Linked DNA regions of Zea mays: region 1 is linked to region 2. A link is a contact called in public Hi-C data. All regions are on one chromosome and are shown on one strand. The core of a region is the stretch at or near the end of the contact, and the rest is flanking DNA. Distances in the headings are between cores, read along the strand shown. Region 1 holds the start of LOC103626620 (sporulation-specific protein 15). Region 2 holds the start of LOC111589339 (pathogenesis-related homeodomain protein-like).

Region 1 (4,153 bases), core at 1,324-3,823, 380 kb after region 2:
ATAACAAGAGAGTACATTATTTTTACTCGTTTCCCACTAGAAGATGCATACTCTTGGTGCTGCAAGGAAGGTTGACTTTTGTCTTAATGTATTCTGAGGCTTGTAACAGGTAAGGTACTGTCCTACAGGGTACACTTGTAAGAATACACCTATGTGAGTTTGACTGTGAGGTTGCAGTCTATGAGATGTGAGTAATCTCAAATAAATTCACTAAAAGATATGGGAGCATGACCGCAACGCTCCAATCAGAGGCATAGCTTTAGGCGACCTAGTATCAATGATGCCTATAGGTGAAACCAACTTACACAAGACTGGCAATTCAAGGATTTGTCCATTGCAAAGTCGTGAGGAGGTGAATCCTGTAATGCAAGGTGTAGCTCAACCCGTATCGGGTCTGCCTGTAAAACTGGTATATGAAAGCGTAGAGATTGAGTCAATTGGAGACCTTGACTTTGGTGATTGTTGAAATTAGGCCCACTAGTGTGTGGCCCAATTCAATAAGGAAGCCAATGTGGTGTGTAGAGATGGCATGGGGCTTTAGTCCCATGTTGCGCATCTAAGTAGGAGAGAACCAACTTATATGTGAGAGTGTTTCATACTCTTCACATGAGACAAATAAAGGGCTATGGAGGCTACCAAACGCGCTCGCTCGCTCGCGTTTCATGTTTTTTCGCGTTATTTATCGCGACACGACAATTTAATTTTTGCCTTTTATTTATTTGGTTATAAAATATCACACCTAGACTGCCACATCAACCAAGAGCAATGGGCACACACGTTATGTGCGAGATCTCCGGGTGGTTGCACGTAGAGATATTCCTGGGGACTTGTTTTCTACTAGAAGGAGCTTGGTCGGTGGCCCTTGAGTGACGTAGTTCCTCTAGCGCCGTTCATAGGGTTGTGCGTAGCCCGTCCGCTCATCATACGGGTCCCTGTAGCTGATCTCCTGCTGACACTCTCGTGGTAGTGCATGGGGGCTCCCGTCGGTCAGTGGCATGGATCAGCCGTGCGGTCCTGCCCACCGTCACGACCCTGCGTCACTTGTTGGCGTGCGTGGGTGTAGACCCGGTATGGTGTATCTGCCGCGTAGAACCCAATATTCGGGCCACTATAAAAGCTTTGATGCTGAGGTCGTTTATGAACAGGATCGTCCAGCCCGTCAAGGTAGTGGGAGCGTGTCTTGAACTGTACTTGGGAAGGTGTGGTCATATACTCATATCGATAGCAATCACTCGACGTGCCCTCGGCCTGTCGTTCACGTGGCTGCCCTCAGCCACACCTCATCTTGTGGTGTCATGTTTTGTCCTAGTTGGCGTGGACATCGCGACGTCTGATTTGGGTTTCCACCTTGCTGACTTTCTTAGTAGGGACCTGGGTGGCCACCCTGTCTTATGGACTTTCTTGGCAGGGGTCTGGCCCGTCGCTCCGCCACGTACTTGCTCGGCAGGGACCTGTCCAGTCGCGCTGCCTCGTGGATTTGCTTGGCAGAGACCTGGTCGGTTGCCCCGCCTCGCATACTTGCTCGACAGGGACCTGAGTGGTCGTTCTGCCTCGCGGACCTGCTCGATAGGAAGACTTTGGTCGGTTAAAAAAAGGTTTTACAAGCCTTATTTTGGGTACCATGTTTCTAGATACCCAACACTAGTTGAGCGGATAAATTAGCGAGATGAAGGGTGAATTGGTACCAACAATCAACGTTGTAGTCACATCCCACTTGCACTCAACTAACTAAAATTATCTGAGTTAGAGCTTAGCTACATCGAAAAGCCCAAATATTACTCTCTCCATTCAAAATTAAAATTATTAATGTATGTGTTTTACACATGCGTAAAAAATCATCTTCATCTATTTAAATATAAATATAAAAATCAAAAGTTAAAATAAATACTATTTTGAGACGGAGGGAATAAATACTACCTTCACCTACGAAAAAGAAATTCACTGGTGTAGGCATAGGAAACCGAGGCCCCCCAAACCCATCTACTATACGGTTGAGGTGAGGGGGGGAAAGAAGAGTGGGCATGATATAATTCTGTATTCAATCATGATTTTAACAAAAGTTGTATAAGAACATCATAAATATCCATAACTTTAAATAACTATATCATGGCTACAATTGATTTACCAGTTTTTTAATAATATAAAATATTGATAATATATTTTATATAAAGTGGATCAAATGTCCTGGTTTATCCGAACATAATTTTGACGGATGGAGCACCGGAGCGGAGAGAGCCATCAGAGAGGAGCTAGCAGTGAGATATTTGCGTGCGTGCGTGTTCCGTAGTCTAGCTAGTTGGAACAGGAACAGTCGAACAGAGCGTCAGAACTCAGAACCTGTGAAGCGCGCCCACAGCGGGGGGCCGCAAGGCCGCAACTGCGCCAGGGAGACAGGAGACGCGCGAAAACCGTCGCGTTCCGTCCGTGCTCCCGTCTCGAACCGACACCGGCCAGGCGGGCCAGCCAGCCACACACCAACCCGACACGGCGCGGGCGCGGGCGCCGGTCCAAACCCGAATCTCTCCTGTCGATTCCTCCCTCTTCTTCCTCCTCGTCCCTCCCAAATCCCCGAACCCGAGCGCGCGACTCCCTCCCGCCTCCCAGATCTTCCAGAACCCGCTACGATTCGGGCAATCCGCCGGCCCGCGCCCTAGTAGGTCTCCGCGGGCGGGATTGGTTGATGCCTCCCCGCCTCGCGTGACCGCTGCCCGAGGGCTGGACCGGAGATCTCCGCATGGATCACAGGGGCGGCGGCGGCGGTGGCGGAAACAAGAACCGCACCGATCTCCTCGCTGCAGGGCGGAAGAAGGTACCGACTCCCGCGAATTTGTGCTCCATGTTCTCTTTTGTGTCTTTTTTTCGGGGGGATTTTGATCGAGCGTTACGTTACGTTTACGGTTTACCTCGCGTGCAGCTGCAGCAGTTCCGGAAGAAGAAGGGGAAGCGGGGTCCCGGCAATAAGGCCGACGCCGATGCTGACGCGGAGGCCGGGGAGGGGGCGCCCAAGGCGGCGGAGGAGTCTGTGCCCGAGCCGAAATCGCCTGTTGGGTTGAAGCTCCTCGCCGGGGAGGGCGGCGGCGGGAGCACTCCATTTGAGGTGAGGTTCGAGCGCTTCAGTGTGATGGCGTGGGTTTTGAGTGGGCTGCTCCTGCTCCTAGCTGTTGTTGTTGCTGGGTGTGTAATGCATGTCTGTCAATGCAGGAAGCGGAGAGGTCTCAGGCGGAGCAGTGCAACGGTGAGGGGCCTGGTACCGCGGAGTCCAGCTCTGTGGAGAGTTCCAATGCGGTGCAAGAACAGGAGACGGTGCAAGAGCAGGAGACGGATGATGTCTCCGATGCACATCATGTCGGTCCTAGTGAGCAGGGGATTTCGGAGCATCCTGAAAGCCAGACAGCTGGTGGCAGGGATCTATCACTTCAGGCTACCAGTGGAGACAGCATTGGTGATGATAATGTAGGACGAGCTCAGCTGGGTGATGTGGATAGCATGGAGCTGAATGCTTCTTCTGAAGGTAATGGAGCAGATGGTGATTGCAATCAACTAGGGGAACACCAGCAGGTGGAAATGGATGCTGTTGAAAGGCCAACAAGTTCCAGTTTCGAAGAATTCACCGAGTTGCCAATTCATTCTCAAGGCATTGAAGCCGATAATATCCACGGTGAAGGGGCTCAGGAAATGGTGATGGATGTTTCTGGGAGGCCATTAGATGGAGACATACAGCATGACATCGAGCCCACAGCTTCTGCTGAAATAGATGCCGAGACTGCACTTGAAGAGTCAACTGTTGCAGCTTCAATTGTGATTCCTGAGAGTACTGCAAGAGGTACTGAGTACGAAAGAGACACTGGGTATGAAACCGATGGAGTAGACAAAGAGGCTCTCCTAGAAGATCCAAGCATGGTGCATGTAAGTGATGAAGCTGTCACTATAGATGATTTGAGTGTTCAGGCCAAGCCAACAGCATCAGCGGATATGCCACTTTGTGAGCAGAAGGGGGATCCAGCTTTATCTAGAAGTGCGGTATTGCAAGGCATTATGCCACTTCACTTCGAGGATATACAAAATCATATGTTCTCTGCAACTCTGTCAAGGGATTTTCTCCAGTTGCAGCTAGATGAGGCTGCTGGCCTTTATTCAGATTTTACACAACAGT
Region 2 (4,218 bases), core at 834-3,333:
CTGATCTCTACAGATCCCCATTCTGTTCCCAACCGGATTTACAATTCATCAGTCCGAGATTCCGAGGGAGTATACTACTACCTCCATTTACAAATATATGACATCATTAATTTTTTTAAAAACTTTGACCACTCGTCTTATTCAAAATATTTATTCAAAAATATAAAATTTTAAATCAAGCACAAACTATCTTAAATGATAAAATAAATAAAAATAAATAAATAATAACTCATTATTATTTTTTGAATAAAACAAGTGGTCAAAGTTTTTTAAAAAAGCTATGAACGGAGGGAGTAGCTTCACTGTACAGTTGTGCTGAATTCAAATTTCATTCCACTAGTGGAGGACTACCTTACTCGAAAGGGGCAAGGGCGGTAGAGGAGCTGCGTATAGGGAGGTTCTCGGGTGGATCATGCCGCGATGACTTTTCGGACGAGGGATTGCTATATTGCACTTCTTAGAAACCGTAACAGGTTTTCTGAAACTAGTGGAACTTTGTAAATGCCTCGTAGTGGATCTCTAGTCATTCACCTCGGAAGTGTCTAAGGGCCTTGCAAACACTGGCTAGACGGGATATACGACTCATGGGTAAAGATGCGCAACCTCTGCAGATTGTAAAACTGGTATATCAGCCGTGTTCACGGGCATGAGCAGCTTGGACACTCACATGATTAATCTATGGAATTAAATCTAATCTGTCATATGCATTGCATCGCGTGTGTTGTTATTAATTTTGATATCTTATTTATTTGGGCTGATATCTACTTACACCTAGTAACTGCTAATAAAATTTTGACCAACTCTAAAAGCAATGCTCAGCTTTAACCATCTCATTTGATAAGCCTTACACTTCACATGAGCTCCCACCTTTGATGAGTTCACGCACATTATTCCCCACAACTTGCTGAGCGATAAACGTATGTGAGCTCACCCTTGCTGTACTCACATTCCCCAGGTCAAGGATAGGTACCACAGGATGAGGCGTGTGAATGATGCCGTGATGAGTTCGTGAGTGGTCTAGACCGTCGTCTCACAGTCAACTATGGTTGTTAGATCGTTGTCTTTATATGATGTAATTATTTAATTATTTTGTACAGAACTCCGTTATATATTAATAATGTGACATTCGTTTCTGCACCATGAGTTATTGTATGTGTGACTTGATCCCAACAAACTTGGTAAAGTTCGCCCCCGGTTTTGACCCCCCTAAAACCCGGGATGTGACAATTATGTACAACTATTCCAAATTCCATAGTATCCTTGTAGAATCTCAGGCCACGACAACGTCCACCACTGTTTTGCTTTGTTGCATTTAAATGGTAGATTTGAATTGGATTGGTTCCTAACACGGTGTTTCGTTTGAAAAATCAATCTATTCTAGATGAGTTTCTAGATGAGGTGGTGCATCATGAATCCATTCCACGAATTTGGTTGAATGAACTTATTCCTTATATTATTACTAATTTTATATTATGAGAAATGAAATGATGAATTAACTAATTTCATTTTACAAACCAAACAAAAAAAGTAAGGAGTAAAAAGATGTTGGATTAGCTCATTTTTTAAATCAAACACCTCGTAATTGATCTCTATGAATTATCATTCCGTTTCCAACCGGATTTATAATTCATCAGTCCCAGACTCCGAGTGAGTATACTAGCTTTTTATCACTGGTTTGGAGTTGCTTCACTGTACAGTCATGCCGAATTCAAATTTCATTCCACTGTGAGTAGAAGGGATGCCTTTGTTTATATAAAAAAGATTTAAAACTACTCCATATAAACTCCATCCGATTCCTTGATTGGCAAGCAATAATTGTTGCAGCGTCCAAGGTTGTCGGTGCCGTCCGATCAGCCGCCCGGGACCATCCCAGCCGCCCGTCCTATGCCCCTAGCGTCAACTGCCAACAGGGACAGGAGGCGTGCGCCGCGCCGCGCAGTGCAGAACTGCGCAGGTGCACTGTGCAGAGTGCCCGAGACACACGACGCGTCATTCTGTTCCGCTCCCCCTTCATTTCCGCGTCCGCTGCTTTGGCTTCGCCTCGCGGTCGCCCAGTCGCAGCAGCAACACCGCCCCCGGCCTCGCTTTGCAGCCCCCTCCCTCCACCGCCTCCTCCACGCCCTAGCGCTCCGGCCCCCGCCCCGAGCTCGTCGTGGCCGGCTGCGCTGCGGTGCCCGCACCTGTGGGGGCGTGCGGGCCGGTGGTGAAACGACCCGCGACCTCGGTGCCTCTCGACGTCTGCCCGCTTCCTCGCCGGCGCCATTTTGTTCGTACGCCTCCTGCCCCCCAGCTCTTGCTCGCTAGTAGCTTGCGGCTGTGGTTTGCTCGGTTGCTCTCTAGTACTTGAGAGGAGGGTATCGGGCTTGTGGGTTTCGCTTGCTTCTCCTCTGTGGCTCTGTGCTTTAGCGCCCAGATCTAGTGCCCTAAATGGATGTAGAGGTGTTGCTTCACCTATTAACTGGCAACATTTCGACTGTCTGATTGGAATCAACCAAGTCGCGACTTCCCGCTACTCCCGTGCTTCAGATTGCGCGCTTGGGTTCCCGTATGGGCGCGGAAGCGGAACAGTGGAACAGGGCGTGTTGTCGAGTTGGTATGCGTGGAAGCGGAACAGTGAAACAGGCCGTGCTCGTCTGTGCACCTTGTGACTGTTAATTCTACACGGCTATGAATAAATGTCACACTGCTGAGTGCAGACTCTGAAATCTGAGTGTACTTTACAGTTTATTGACTAGATGTGCACGTACGGATAGATTAGTGCTGTAGCTTTTCATTCGGTCGGCCACATTTTCTATGATGTTTAGATGTAGATGAGAGTCATACGGGGGCGTGGTGAACCAAATCAATTTTTGGTGGCGGTGTGGTCCCAAATTCCGCCTCATACTACTTTGACCCAAACCAAACATATCTAAGTGCTCTGTCTCTGTGTACATCCATCCGATGTGGACATATGTCTTCAGATGCCATGCCTATTAGAAATAAATAAAAGTACTGCAGTAGGTCAGATCAGCATAGCTTCGTGCAAGATAACTCTCTCCCTTATTGTTTTGACATACTGCAGCCATCATAAATTTGTTGTTCAGCCTCTTACTTTCTGCCTGACCCTTTTTAACACATCTTTCATTGCATTATTAGGTCTAAATCCCCTGTGATAAGCACCACTGCTCGTGATGCATTCTTCGGAAAATAAACTGGGTTGGAATGAGACCTCTATGGGGTTGGTTCCTGTACCAAAAAGACCAGCTAGACCTGATGCTTCCCACCAATGCAAATCTGATTCCTTTATGAAGCGATCACCAAGGAAAGTTAGAAATGCTACTCTGGCAAAAAGCATAAAGAGCAAATACCACTATAGTCCCCTCAAACAGCGGAAGGGTTCAGATTCTGTTCCTGGGAAAATCGTAACAGGACTAACCGCAAGGAAAAAGAAGAAAAGGAAAATCCAAATTACAGACGAGGCAACTCGTTTGGAACGAAGAGCGAGATATTTTCTAATCAAGATAAAACTGGAGCAGAATTTGCTAGATGCTTACTCTGGAGATGGATGGAATGGGCAAAGGTGCATTCCCTGCTCTTTCTGCTGTAATCTGCTGGTGTAAAGAAAGTTTTCAAATCTATATACATCCTTGTAGAGTCAATGCATTCTTTTGAACTTTGGAACCTGAAAAATGCTGTCTTATCTTGTCACGATGAATAGAGGAAAGTTCACGGAAAGTGTAATGTAGCTTTTAAGGCTTGCAACAAGATGCTTATTATTTTGAAACTTATTCATATGAGCTTTATGACGTCCCACGAAGATTAGGTGTATGTGGACAATTTTCAACAAATACACGTTTTATGTTTTTTAAACTTCCTTAATTATATTAATATAGATTTTCATAGTCTATGAACATTTGGGTTGATGCAATTGATGTCTATTTCATGGAATGAAAGTGCTGTGTGGTACCTTTTATTGACTGGGTTAGTGAGATAACTCTTATTTTCCTTCCTATTGTTCGGATAGGTTCATGTTAACAGGTCATATTGTAACTAACCTTGATTAGATTAGATAATAGCCCCCTTGGGTACTGTAGCATATATAGGCAGACCCTAATATATGGGCCTTAACACCCCCTGTCAAACTCAAGGCGGAAGTGGAGGATTTGAAGCATTGAGTTTGATTAGATGAAACTGATGTTGTGCCTTAGTTTGTGCTTTTGTGAAAAAATCCGCAAGCTG

Evidence for each region. Hi-C and Micro-C count contacts between places; a contact is called where the count stands out from the background.
Region 1: a Hi-C map of leaf shows a contact between it and region 2, with 6 times the contacts expected there. The contact joins the promoter of LOC103626620 here to the promoter of LOC111589339 in region 2. A contact is called at or near these places in 6 of 25 Hi-C or Micro-C datasets (ear, leaf, tassel and 1 more).

What each region holds. Positions count from the first base shown.
Region 1 is chr5:82,130,343-82,134,495 of Zm-B73-REFERENCE-NAM-5.0, forward strand. It overlaps LOC103626620 (sporulation-specific protein 15), which reads left to right and starts at 2,574. Exons shown (of 9, transcript NM_001323078.1): 1 at 2,574-2,809; 2 at 2,915-3,097; 3 at 3,202-4,153. The coding sequence starts at 2,735.
Region 2 is chr5:81,751,829-81,756,046 of Zm-B73-REFERENCE-NAM-5.0, forward strand. It overlaps LOC111589339 (pathogenesis-related homeodomain protein-like), which reads left to right and starts at 2,084. Exons shown (of 12, transcript NM_001371029.1): 1 at 2,084-2,266; 2 at 3,136-3,559. The coding sequence starts at 3,171.